Regions from separate parts of the Ovis aries genome. Here region 1 is linked to region 2. A link is a contact called in public Hi-C data. All regions are on one chromosome and are shown on one strand. Each heading gives the region's core, a stretch centred on a gene start, on an enhancer-like site or on the middle of the called end of the contact. The rest is flanking DNA. Distances are from core to core; before and after follow the strand shown.

Evidence for each region. Hi-C and Micro-C count contacts between places; a contact is called where the count stands out from the background.
Region 1: a contact with region 2 is called in a Hi-C map of liver, with 2.3 times the contacts expected there. The contact joins the enhancer-like site here to the promoter of ETS2 in region 2. A contact is called at or near these places in 5 of 16 Hi-C or Micro-C datasets (blood, liver, skin fibroblasts and 1 more).

What each region holds. Positions count from the first base shown.
Region 1 is chr1:272,065,640-272,072,955 of ARS-UI_Ramb_v3.0, forward strand. No RefSeq gene overlaps it. Among named protein-coding and RNA genes, the nearest start is that of ETS2, 280 kb to the left of the region's middle. Within about 2 kb of position 5,957, at least 1 of the 54 cell types and tissues checked has an H3K27ac peak or open chromatin away from gene starts, as enhancers often do. A contact at or near this core is called in liver, where this site is marked.
Region 2 is chr1:271,783,324-271,790,080 of ARS-UI_Ramb_v3.0, forward strand. ETS2 (ETS proto-oncogene 2, transcription factor) reads left to right here and starts at 1,704. Exons shown (of 9, transcript XM_027961791.2): 1 at 1,704-1,988; 2 at 6,320-6,391. The coding sequence starts at 6,320.

The DNA of each region.
Region 1 (7,316 bases), core at 4,707-7,206, 290 kb after region 2:
TCAGCTGAGACTGCGCCCGCAAGAGAAAAGTACCTGAAAGTATTTAATGGAACAAAGGCCATCTGGTTAAACAACAGCTTTGACAGAGCCACCCAGGTGAGAGGTGAGGAAAAGAGGGAGATGAAGTGTGCTGAGGCGTGCAAGACCTCATGCTTCCCTCAGATCCTTGGCCCCTAGAGGCCAAGAGAGGCTGAGAACGCCCAGACTCTCATCAATACTCACGGTGACACGCATGGCGGGAGATGGTTAAAACAAATTCGCGTACAAACATGGATTGACCACTCATGCTAGGGCTGTTCCCAGGTGCTTATAAACACAGTTTATTTTAAAAAGGAGCCAAACTCCATGACCTTTGGTTGTCGAAGTAAAGCAAGTCACTGTCCAGTAGGTTCTGTTTCTATCTTTGCCGTGAAGATGGCAGGAATCTTGGGTATGGTGAGAAACTGCAGCTTTCAAGCTGAATATTTCTCTTACAATCCACCAATTATAATTTCTATGTGGACTCAGAAGTCATTACTTTATAAAATATCCTTTATTGATACAGAGACCAAAACCTGGGCGGTGCCTGGTGAGTGGATGGCACTCACAGAAAAAGTCGTGTCTCCTGCAGTTTACGGCTCATGTTACCAGGGACCCACGATGTGCCTAGAGGCACGGAAAGTGAAAGTGTGAGTCTCTCAGCCGCATCTGACTCTTTGAGATCCCGTGAACAGTAGTCAGCCAGGCTCCTCTGTCCATGGAATTCTCCAGGCAAGGATACCGGAGTGGGTAGCCATTCCTTTCTGCAAGGGATCTTCCCAACCCAGGGATCAAACCCAGGCCTCCCGCACTGCAGGCGGATTCTTTACCAGCTGAGCCACCAGTGAAGCCCAGAGGCACAGAGTGCCTGTGAAATTTAAAAATAAGTAAATGAATGAAGTTAGTGCATGAATACTGTCCACTGATATTGTCCTTCACCACCTCAGCTATTCAGGGAAGACAAACAGAGTATGGGCAGAAATAGCAAAGCTATCTTATCTTGTTGCTGTTCAGTAGCTCAGTCTTGTCTGACTCTTTGTGACATCATGGACTGCAGCACACTAGGCTTCCCTGTCCTTCGCTATCTCCCGGAGTTTGCTCAAACTCACGTCCATCGAGTTTATGATGCCATCCAAACATCTTCTCATCCTCTGTCGCTTCCTCTCCTCCTGCCATCAGTCTTTCCCAGCATCAGGATCTTCTCATCAAGTGGCCAAAGGATTGGAGCTTCAAATTTAGCATCAGTCCTTCCACTGAATATTCAGGGTTCGTTTCCTTTAGGATTGACTGATTTGATTCCTTGCAGTCCAAGACACTCTCAAGAGTCTTCTATAGCACCACAATTCAAAGGCATCAATTCTTTGGTGCTCAGCCTTCTTTATCTTGGGCCTCTCAATTTTTTTTAAAAAAGGAAATCCATTAAAAATTTTATTTATTTATTGACTACATCAGGTCTTAGTTGTGGCACGCAGGCTTCTCCCTAGCTGCGGAATGAAGGCTTAACTGCTTCGAGGCAGGTGGGATCTAAGTTCCGCAACCAGGGATTGAACTTGAGTCCCTCGCACTGAAGCTGGATTCTTAACCACTGGACCATGACGGAAGCCTCCAGGTCTCTAACGCTGTTCCTATAATACATTCTGCACTTGCCAGCCATTCAAGAAAGCCTGAAAAGGGAAGGGGAAATAGGAACAGCCTTGGATAAAACTTCAGCCTCCAAGTCGAGAGGCTAGTCCATGTGCCTGCCTTTTGTGTGGATTGAAATCTTTTTTCTCTGGGTTCGATGGATAATTATAGCACCCAAAATTCTCCCAAAAACGTCAGACGAGTTTACCACAGCAATTAAGCTGTCTGCCATCTGCAAGAGACTTGGCTTCAGGTTTACTGAAGTTAAATATATTTTGGAAAAGAAAAAGACTTCAGTCTTTCAGTGTCTCACGTATCTGTCAGACAGCTGCGTGAGGCCTTGGCAGTTCTCAAGGGACAGTGGTTCTCTCTGAAGGGATGGTTTAGTGTGGGCACGCTGAAATTTCAGAACCCAAGAAACACCCTGAAAATGACTTACGCCTTAAGAAACAACTTCATCTGGTTTCGGGATTGGCAAAGTTAAAACTGTACTAAGAAATTCAGCCAAGCCATTGAGATCAACACTCTTTATCATCTTCCCAAATGGCAAGTTATTTTCAGAAAACCAGACTTTCTGATATTAGCTGAATCTCACATTCCTGCCCTACAGTTTCTTTAACGTAAACAAGTGTCTAAAATGATGATGGTAAGACCTGCGGTTTAACATTCTGAGCATTTGCAAAGAATTGTGTTCTCTCAGCAAAATTTCAACCGTACATGAGAAAGGGGAGGGGAGGGGTTATTTACATTTCCACAGCACATGTGCCTGGGAATATTATGAGTATTTTCAGTTGCCCATCTTTAACCCCGATATTAAGGGGGAAAAAAAACATATTCCAGAAAGCAAATACAGCATGCTACTGCTGCTGCTAAGTTGCTTCAGTTGTGTCCGACTCTGTGCGACCCCATAGACGGCAGCCCACCAGGCTCCCCCGTCCCTGGGATTCTCCAGGCAAGAACACTGGAGTGTGTTGTCATTTCCTTCTCCAATGCATGAAAGTGAAACGGGAAAGTGAAGTTGCTTGGTCGTGTCTGACTCTTAGAGACCCCATGGACTGCAGCTCACCAGGCTCCTCCGTCCATGGGATTTTCCAGGCAAGAATACTGGAGTGGGTTGCATTGCCTTCTCTGAAATAAAGCATAGTTGAATTTTATCCTCTGAAGAAATGAGGTAGGGTCGGGGTGGTGGTGGGGGGGGTGTCCCATGTGTCTTCCTCATTTTTCTCCAGGAATAAATGACAAGAAGTTTTTCTCACTTTCAGAAGGTCACGTGCTGGTAAACCATCTCTGTTTATCTTTGACTGCTCTGGGTCTTCGTTGCTGTGTGTTAGCTTTCTCGAGTCGTGGTGAGCAGGGGCTACGCTTCGCTGCAGTGCACCGGCTTCTCAGTGCAGGTGGCTTCTCTTGTGGAGCGCAGGCTCCATGCTTGAGAGCTTTGCTAGTTTTGGCTCTCAGGCTTAGTAGTTGGGGAGCACAGGCTTAACTGCCCTTTGGCACGTGGGATCTTCAAGGATCGAACGCAAGTCCGCTGCACCGGCAGGCAGATTCCTATCCACTGCACCACCAGGGAAGTCCGTAAACCGTTTCTTTGAGAGGAAACTCAAAATCCTGATTTGCAGCCTTTGCCAGTTTCTATGGTGCAAATATTCCTACCATGGGGCCAATGTCAAGGCATCAACAGCTTAGCAACCAGATCCCCTAAGTTCCTGGATATTTATTGGCTGTTTCACAGAAGAGGGCTTCCCTGGCGCTCAGTGATAAGGAACCCGCCTACCAAGCAGGAGATGTGGGGTCTCAGAAGAAGGCAGAAGCCAGCTTCAGCCCACTGCCTCGAAGAGATTTTTTATTACTGTCTACGACAAGTATCACTCATCTCAAATATGTAGCTAACCTCACAGTTCATTTCAGTGCAATCGCTCAGTCGTGTCCGACTCTTTGCACCTCCATGAATCGCAGCACACCAGGCCTCCCTGTCCATCACCAACTCCCGGAGTTCACTCAGACTCACGTCCATCAAGTCCATGATGCCATCCAGCCATCTCATCCTCGGTCATCCCCTTCTCCTCCTGCCCCCAATCCCTCCCAGCATCAAAGTCTTTTCCAATGAGTCAACTCTTTGCATGAGGTGGCCAAAGTACTGGAGTTTCAGCTTTAGCTTCATTCCTTCCAAAGATATCCCAGGGCTGACCTCCTTCAGAATGGACTGGTTGGATCTCCTTGCAGTCCAAGGGACTCTCAAGAGTCTTCTCCAACACCACGCATTGGTAAAACCCCGACAGGAAAGATAGAATTTGTGAAAGGTCTCTGCTGTTAAGAAACTTACAATTTGACGAGAAAAGACACACAATAAAGGGCCGGGAAAACACAGTGGATAGCGCCCTCTTTTCACGCTACATAGTTTGAAATGGCCTCTCCCCTTCTGGACACAATTTATAAAGACAGTCATAGTGGGACTTCCTTGGTGGTCCACTGGCTAAGACTCCAAGCTCCCAATGCAAAGGGCCTGGGTTCGATCCCGGGTCAGGGAACTAGAATCCGCTTGTCCCAACTAAGGGTTCGCATGGCACAATTAAAGATCCTGCACACTGCAACCAAGATGTGACACGGGCAGATAAACAGATAATGAAAAGAATCTCAGGGCTTCCCAGGTGGTGCACATGCTAAAGAATCTGCCTGCCAAAGCAGGAAACGCAGGTTTCCCCCCTGGGTCTGGAAGATTCCCCTGGAGAAGGAAATGGCTATTCACCCCAGTACTCTTGCCTGGAGAATTCCATGGACAGAGGAGCCTGACGGGCTACAGTCCATGGGCTAACAAGTTTGACACAACGGAGCATGCACACATTAGACGCTAGAGAAAGAGTCGCTTTGAACCGGGGGATCCAGTCTACATAAGTGCAATTTAAACAGACCCCGAGTGGGAAAACAGGTCAACAATGAAAGCTGTTGCTGGAAGTTCAAGATCACCTTGGACATATTCCTGCAGGCACAGGGATGCGTCTGCCAGGAATGACTCGGAACAAATTTATCCCCCTCCTGGGGACATGGTAAGGTAAATATTCTGTCCATTGAGCCACGATCCACCCAAAAAAGGAAGCATTGCTCATTCACAGATAGCAGAACATAATTCTGAGGAGGACGATGGTTTCTTCTCTGGGCGTCATTAAGGGTTGTCACAGATTGAAGAAGTTTCCAGAACAAGTGAGGCATTCCTCTCTCTGCCTTGGTTCAGCCACTGCCCACCAGCCACCTGCGTCCCAAGCCCTGCACTTGCCCTGGGGCCCAGACCGTGAGATCACAGGCGTCTCTCTCATCAGTAACCCTCAGTTTGTAGAGAATGCAATGCACAACTGATTTGCAGACCTCAGAGTAAGACCTGGGGACCTCTCCGGTGGCGTTTCCAGACAGAGGTACCCCTGGCTGGGGAGACTGATTGTGCGGATGTGGGATGCTCCTCTGGGTTGACTGTGAACACAGGACGTACCAGGCCAGCTTAGCTAGCCCAGCGGCCATCTCTGTAGCACCCCCCCCCACCTCCCCCCAGCCCTCCCTCGGGGGAGCTGACCCCCAAGGGAGCCCCAAGGCACCCAAGCTTGCCTGTGGCGACCTCTCCAAACACCAGACCTCAGGGCCTCCTGGTGGGGCTCAGCCCGGCCAGCACCCCCGTGCTGTGAGGTCGTATCTCCACTGTAAGTGTGCAGAGAGGGTCTTATTCTTTCAGAGATGACCTCAGGCTACAGCTTAAGTAGCTCTGGGCCATTTCAGACAACAGGGAGGGCGAGGGAAAATGAAACCCCAGGGGAAGGCATTGAATAGTCTGCAAGGAATGCAGGGGGAAGAGACACAGAAAACTAGACGGTTTCTATGCTCCACTGTTGTAGCCACACGTTCCGGGAAACAAACTCCCTCAGAAGGACAATGCAGATAGTGGAGTGCAGTTCATTACACCGGCGGGCCCAAGGCAGAGTCTCCTCTTAGCCAAGGACCCCGACCTGTTTTTGTGAAAACCTTATATACCCTAAGTATGTGTGCACAAACCTGCCTCACCAAATTCCCTGAAACTAGTCTGAACAAAGGAAAAGAAAGATACAAATTTAACCCATGATTCATATGCCTTAAGCCTAGGTAGTTAACAGTGGACAATTATCAATAGGCCTGTGGTCATACCCCAATAAGCATAATAGAATGTATGAGTCTATTCGGTTACACAATTAGGATATTCTTTTAGGCAATGGAGTGTCTAGGTACAAGCCCTGGAGCTCTTCCTTCTGGCGGGGGAGGGGGGGTCTGGTTTTCCTATTGGTAATCGTTTCCATAGATACTGGGCAAATAGCTCAAAGTCCACAGTCCGGCCCAAGACGGAGTCCTGCTTTCAAGATGGAGACTGTTCTGTCTGTTTCCTCCGTCCCTACAACTGCTTCTAGGGGGAAGCAGACCTGCAGCACACATTGCCCCCAAACAGAGTTTCTCTCCGCTTTGGTTCTGGGCATCTGGAGATGGTCCCCTTGGTGACTTGCCTGGGATGACGATGGAGCAGGGATGAACGCCACCCACTCCCCCGCCACCCTGCCTCAGGCTGACACTCTATCAGCCCATCCCTATCCTAGCCCTCCTCCCCAGCCCACCAGGAAGGCTGCCTTCCAGCCCCGCGAAAGGCGGGAGAGCTGTTGGAAAATCGCCAGGCTCTGGGGCAGAGGGCAGCCTTCCACCAGCCTTGCCTGGACTTTGTCTCCAGCCAGAGTGAGCTGTCCGTGTCCCCAGAGAGGGTGACGGTGCTCCTTGGGCAAGGGGCTGGCTCCGGCTCAACTCAGCCCCCTAGTCTTGAGACTCCAGTGAGAGGGCAACAGGCAGGAAAGCCAGGGGTCTCCAAAGGGGAGGAAATAGGCTGCAAATCTCAGACCTTTTTTTTATCTCTCTCTTAAGCAGCAGGAGGAAACAAACTAGTGTTATATTTTTTCCCCTTCTCTATACAAATGCCAGCTGCCACCGACTGCACGGCAGAAGCATGGCTGAGAGGAGCTACCCCTCACCCGAAGTTAGGGGCGGCGGCCAGGAGGAGCTACCCCATGTCCAAGGAACAGTGTCTGCGTGGTGCAGGAGGGCCAAGAGGAGCTACTCCACATTCAAGGTCAAAAGGGCCGGCCGTGAGGAGATAACCCTCGTCCAAGGTCAGTGGCGGCCGAGAGGAGCTACCCCGCATCCGAGACCAGTGGCGGCCGGGAGGAGACACCCCGCGTCCAAGGCCAGTGGCGACCGGGAGGAGCCACCCCGAGCCTGAGGCCAGGGGCCGGCAGCTAGAAGGAGCCTACCATGCCCGAGGCCAGGGCCAGCAGCCGGGAGGAACAACCCGAGGAGTGGTGGCTGCGCAGGCGCAGGAGGGCCTAGAGGAGCTATCCCACGTTGAAGGTCAGGAACGGCGGTGGTAAGGAGATACCCCTCGTCCAAGGTAAAAGAAACCCAAGTAAGATTGTAGGTGTTGCGAGAGGCATCAGAGGGCAGACACACAAACCATAATCACAGAATACTAGTCAATCTAATCACACAGACCACAGTCTTGTCTAACTCAATTAAACTAAGCCATGCCCTGTGGGGCCACCCAAGACAGGTGGGTCATGGTGGAGAGGTCTGACAGAATGTGGTCCACTGGAGAAGGGAATGGCAAGCCACTTCAGTATTCT
Region 2 (6,757 bases), core at 454-2,953:
GTCCCTCTGTTAGCTGAAACTGCAGCCCGAATGAGTCAGTATTTTCCGGTACAGTTAAAAAAAAATAAAAAGGTAGCATACTCTTCATGTCTCCATGGTAACTTACTATGGATCTGTATCCCACTTATGAAATTCCTTCCTGATCTATCCATCTATGATTTCTGATCCAGGCCTGAATGTACACAGAGAAGCCATTAAAATCCGTTCAATCTGCTGGAACTATCAACCGTTTCTGCTCCTGGTGATTTGAGCTGTATAGACCCGGCCTCTGACCTATGCAATGGTGAGTCCTGGAGACCCTCAGGTACCTGTAAACATTAAGGTGCAATACTATCTCAGTTATCTGAACAACTCCTGGGTTCAGGGTTGCCATGGAAACCGGGAACGTTGGCAACAGAGAAGTGAAGGCTGTCTCCCTCTCCCTTCACAGCACTGCGGTTTCTGAGATGCACCAACTTCCAGTCCCTGGCCTTGCCTAAGCTGAGCTATTTCATTCTACACCCACCTTTGGGAAACTAAATCTTCCACCAAAATACTGAGAATCTGATCTGAATCTGAATAGGAAATGTGCACATTTCTAGCCAGAGACTCAAGTATTTCCTGCTAAAAATGGAAACGGGAGGTACCGGTCACAGTTTTGACCATAGTTGGAAGTCAGATAAACTGGAGTTTCAACCCTGAATCTCCCATTTGTGTGTCTTCTGACTGGGCAAGTTATTTGCCCTAAGGGTCAGTTCTCTCATATATAAAGCGAGGACAATGAGGCCTTGGAGAATTATCACGGAGGACTAGCCCAGGCGCTAGAGGTAAAGAACCCGCTTGCCAATGCAAGAGATGAAAGAGATGCTGGTTCAATCCCTGGGTTCAAAGATCCCTGGAGGAGGAAATGGCTATGCTCTCCAGCGTTCTTGCCTGGAGTATTCCATGGACAGAGGAGCCTGGCGGGCTACAGTCCAGGGGGTCGCAAAGAGTCTGCACGACTGAAGCCACTTGGCACAACCCAGGGAAGCCCAGCCAAGGCTGGTTATCACCAAGGCACCGCTCAACTCTAGGGGCGCTTCTCACACGGAGGCTGCAGGATTGGGGCGAGGGGGGTGCTTCCCGGAGCAGGGGGACTTCGTGACTGACCGAGGGTCCACTTCGTACCTTTGTCATCTCAGCGTGTTTCCCGACAGAACGCTCGGAATAAAAACTATCGGAAATCATAAGTCCATAAGCATGTCCAAGAATGGGGCCACAGTGAGTCCCCCGGTGGACCAAACCCCGCGGCCACTCGGTGGCACCAGCGCTAGCTAGCTACTCCGGTCCTGCCAGGGCACCTTTGGGGATTAAAGCGGCGGACCCGGGAAAGAAAGAAAGAAAGATTCGTCCTGAGCTCCCGGGACACACACGGCTCGGGGCGCAGGACTTTCGGAGGCCCAGACCCGCAGCGGCCCTGGGTGAGCGGCCGCCGAGCGACAGCAGGCGCCGGGCGAGGTCCGACTGGGCAGATCCGGCTCCGCCTCCGGCTCCGTGCTCCTCCCCTCCCCTCGGCCCCTCCTCTCCGCACGCAGGCTCCCCGCCTGGCCCCTCCGCCGCCCCTCCTCCTCTCTCCCCTCCCCCTCCGCCCCGCCTCCTTGTCCCTATGTCCCCTCCCTCCTCCCTCCTCCCTCCTCCCCCCGATACCCCGGCTCCAGAAGAGCGCGCGGCGGAGGGGACCGGCCGGTTACTTCCTCCGGCGGCGGCGCTGAGCGCGGTGCAGCCACAGCCCGGATCGCCCCGATCGCCCCGAGCCGGCCCGCCGGCCCTGGCCCGCCGAGGCCTCGCGGATCTCCCGGAGCCCGCCCGCCGTCCCCGGTCCGCCCCGGCCTTCCCGAGCGCCCCGAGCCCGTCCGCCGCCCCCGGGCTCCCCGAGCACCCTACTCGCGCGCCCGCGCCCGCGCTCTCGCCGGCGCGCACCGAGGAAGCCCGGGCTTCGAGCCCCGGGCGGCCCTGCCCGAAGCGGCGCGGTAAGAGCGGGGTCGGGCCGGGTGGGGTGGCTGGGGTCCGGCGGGGGTCGGCGGGCGGGGAGCGCCCTGCGGCGCTCGCTTTTCTCCCGGGGAACCCAGGAACCGAGTTGGGGACGCGGGTGGCGCCCCAGATCCCCGGGGCGCAGCTGGTGTCCAGGCAGGGTGGCGACTATTCGTGGGATTCTGGGGTCGCGCGTCCAGGATCGGTCCGCTTGGGGCTCTTTCCCTGGGTGGCCGAGTGGCTTTGGGGGTAGGTGGGTGGGCGGCGAGCAGGGTTCGAGGTGGGCCCGGCCGTGACGCGCGGACCCGGCTCCGAACTTGGGCCGCGGGGCCTGGGGTCGCCGAGGCGGCTGGGGCGGGCCGGGCGCGCCGGCTTGTTTCACTTGCTTTTGTTTTAAAAGGAAAGGCAGGCGTGAAGGCGGGGGTGGCTCCTGCCGGTGGGCGCCGGGCGAACCTGGTTTCGCCTGGGGGCTTGGGGGACGCGCGAGAAGGTGTCGGAGGGGCCCTGGCGCGCCCCAGTTTGCCGGTGACTTACCGGAGGGCGCCGGGCCCGGCAAGATCCGGGGCGCCTGAAACACCTGAGGAACTGCGGCTCCCACCCCCGCTCCCGGTCACCTGCGCTGTCGCGTCCGGGGCCCGGCCAGGGCGGCAGGCGACGGGGGCCCGGGGAGGGTCCGGCGGCTCTACCGAGACCCCCGCGGGCTCCCCAAGACCTCTGCATTCGGGCCCCTTGATGCCGGGAGGTGAACGTGGGGACAGTGTCGGAAATGGGCTTATGGGTGCGCAAGGCTGCCTCCAGTTTCGGGATCTTACAGCATTTTGGACGAAGGGGTAACAGCGCTTGTGCGTATATGGCCTTTTTTTTTTGTAAGCACTCGAGACTTTTGTATTGGCCTGTATTCAATTGTAGGGTATCCTAAAATAGTATTTGACCTGCAGTTTATTTAGGGAATAAAGAAATGAGCAGCCCCCTTTGGAGATAGGGGTAATTAATTTTAATTTACCGGTAAGAGATTCATCTTGTTCCGTGCAGTGGAAGCGCCTGTGCGATTTCTGCCGTCTCACACCGCCACCAATCAGGGAGATAAATCTCTAAGTTAAGGTTTATTAAAATTATGAATAATATCACAGTACAGTAAACTAGAGCACTGTGTGTCCTGCAGGGAAATAGTCTAACACTCATTTCTGGGATTAGTCTTTCCTCTCCCTAAATTGATAGCTTTCAAAGGAAAAAAGAAAACCAATCTTCAAAAGTGCGCTTAGGGTTTGATTTTTTTTTTTTTTTCCTTTTTCAATTTGCCTAAATGCAAACCTGTGCTCTAATCTCGCAGAAGCAATCACTTGTTCCCATAAGGGTCCTGTTGTTGAGCAAGTTCTACTTGTTTTAAAATTGAACATGTCTGCCATTTACCCAATTTTTTTTCTGTTGTTGCTCAAGAGCAGCGATCAATAGGGCAATGGCAGAAAGGCCTGAATGTGAAATTGATTTATGTGGACTGATGTGGCCTGTCTGCTATCTTCACAAGCCATGTTGAGTAGAACTGTTGTTTAGACGCTGTCACGTCTCACTCTCTGCAAACCCATGAACCCCGCCAGGCTCCTCTGTCCATGGGATTCTCCAGGCAAGAATACTGGAGTAGGTTGCCGTTCGCTTCTCCAGGGGATCTTCCCAACCCAGGGGCTGAATCTGTGTCTCCTGCGTTGGCAAACAGATTCTTTACCACTGAGCCACCTGTGAACCTGTTGAGTAAAACGGGAACTTAAATTTGATTAGCTAAGTGTTTGCCAGAAACCACTGGTAGAGCACTCTGATTCTACATGGTTTTTACAAAACAAATTAAAAGCCGGACAACAAAAGAATTCTATTCCGCAGCTGGTAATTAGAGCTCTTTATATGGGAGTGGTAGACTGCCTTTCCTCGCAGAATTTGTACACAAAAACCAGGCGAGGCTGCTCCATGGCCTTCCACATCTATTCTCGGTCCATCTCCGTGGAGCTCAAGAATGTGGAATAAAGTCTGCCCATCTGGAGAAGGAGATGGGTAACTGACGACACCCCAGATATCCTTTCATTTTGATCTCCTGTTTTGAGGCTTGCTGATGTCATCAACAGGTGACAGGGCTGCTTTCATGCAGATTGGTGGCATAAAGCTCTCCATTAAGGAGCATTTTGCATCTGTGCAAAGTCTTCGAGCAGGAGTCTAGTCTTGTGGTATCTGTGTGTGATCTCTGCTGTTTACTGCTGGGAGGAGGGTCCAGGCCTCACCATTCAGGGGATCCTGGCTCAAGGCGGAGCTCAGGTCGCACCATACCCCCAATGGGATTTGGTCTGCTCCGTGCTCCTGAGGGTCCCCCCGCCCCCAGTAGTAGCCCTGAGATCCTGGGCAAAGTCCTGGGACAGGGGGGTCTCTGTAGCCTCTCAGTCAGATGGCATAACATCTACCTCTCAGGGATGTCAGACTGTTGAGTAAGGTGGCAAGGTGTGGTCCCTCAGCTCAGGCTTAGGTCTTTGAAAGGAGGAACCTACTAGGGCAGTGATCATCCATAGTGTATATTGATATTTGATTGGCCACCCTGATGATGACCTGCCCTCAGAGGTTTTTAACAACTCCCCCCAGCCCCCAGGTGGCTCGGTGGTAAAGCATCTGCCTGCCAGTGCAGGAGACACAGGTTCCATCCCTGGGTCAGGAAGATCCCCTGGAGGAGGAAATGGCAACCCACTCCAGGATTCTTGCCTGGAAAATTCCATGGACAGAGGAGCCTGGCGGGCTCCAGTGCATGGGGTCATGGAGTCTGACACGACTGAGCGTGCACACCACCCCCACCCACATACACCCAGTGCCTCTGGCCTCCCCTGTGGCAGGGACTCTCCTCCCACACTGCCTTTCTAGCCAAGGAGGTGTGTCTGTGTCTGTATGCTGAGTCCTTAGGAGGTCTGGTTTAGCCATAATGTTGACCAAAAAGGGAAAATAAGAAAGGACAAACTCGAATTAAGTAGTTACAGGAAAATATGCTGTTTGCCTCTGCTAGTCAGCCTTAGCCATTGCACAATATTTTAATTACTCAAAGTTTTGGTTGAAACAGGTAGCAGCACCTAGTGGAGACCTCAGAGTGGGCAGTGAGAGATACCCCTGAAGTTCCCTATTCTAGATCTCCAGTTCCTGGTCCTGAAGCCAGGAGGGTGGGTTGCTGTCGTGGGGGCTTTCCCAGGGTACTCGAAAATCAGCTTCAGTTGCTCTGTTTTTTTTTTTTTTCATCTAATGCTCTGGCAGGATTACCTAAGTACTTTTCTCATGTACTAATATTTAACTTACCCTGGCAAACAGTAACGTTTTAGGGCCCCAGATAAGTTTTCAGTTGATTACAGCAAATCACAGGTCACTTAGGGAACTGTTCAATTGCAGGTCATACATGTAGCTCTTAAGTTTTCTAAGGGCCGCAGTTAAATACAGTGAAGTAGATGAAATTAATTTCAGTTAGCCTAACACATTCAGAATATTACATAAACACACAGTAAATAAAGAGTCAAAACTGAGATAGTTGACTTTTCGCTGCGAAATCTTTGAAATCGAGGGCAAGCACATCTGAGTCCGCCCTCGTCCAGGGCCAAGTGCTCAGGAGTCACACGTGGTTACCACATGGGTCAGCGCAGATCCAAGGTAAAAGCCCAGGGCATCCGAGCAAGTCAGGCAGGTCTGCAGTCGGAGTTACTTCCTCTTAAAGAAACAAACAGCTGAGCAGCCCGAAAACGCAGGATTTTGAGCTTGTGTGCTCAACGCTGGAGAATCTAAGATAATGCAGGAGGGTTTGATCTCAAGCCGTGGTTCTTCCTTATTCTATGCTTCCTGAGCTTGGAGAGGAAAGGGCGCCTCCTAGGCAGGTCTTCCAGTGGGCTTTCCAGGATTTGGATCTGCCCAGGAGTGGCGGTGGCGGCTGGCTCTGGAGCTCCCAGATTGAGCTGACTGCCCCTTGCATGCAGGAGGTGGTCCACGGCTGGGCAGCCCACCCGCCCACAGCCCCCAACAGCTCCTACACCCTGAGCTGACCTTGAAATTGACGATGAAAGACAGATCTCCACTCCTGTCCCGTGCTATCCCAGTCAGCCCGAAGGCAGCTTTATCTGAGCGCCTCAGATCCTAAGGGAATTCTGCAGGTGGCATTATTATTTAATTCCTTGAGTAGCATCACCTTTGTGAGAAGAATTCCTGGCATTCAGTTCTGAATGACCTGTTAGGGCTGGAGCACTTGAACTGAGGTGTGGATGCGGGTTTAACAATCACCTTGGTTTGTTGCCTCTTTCAGCTCTTAATTTTTCTTTCTTCTTTGTTAAAGATGAATGATTTTGGAATCAAGAACATGGACCAGGTGGCCCCTGTGGCCAGCAGTTACAGAGGGACACTCAAGGTGAGTGAACGAGTCTTAATAAAAACTTAACAAAAATTGGAAAGCTCAGTTTCTTGAAGTGAAAAAACAACTGGCTCCCAGGAGACTGGTTCTAGCTGTGAGACTGGTTGTGTGACTCTGGACTGTTTGCTTAATCTCTGGGTCTCAGCGTTTTCATCTGTTAAATGGTTTTCCTGGTGTTTGTTTGACTTATCCTCCAAGATATGAAGGAAACCATTCAATTTGCAGATGGTGCGGCCTTGGTAGTTGATTTCTGAGGCTCCTACCAGGTGGAACGTTCTATAAATTCTCAAGAGAACAGAACTCCAGGAGCTATCTGTTCTATCCACCCAGGAAGTTTCCTCAAGTGATGGCAAAGAGCTGAAA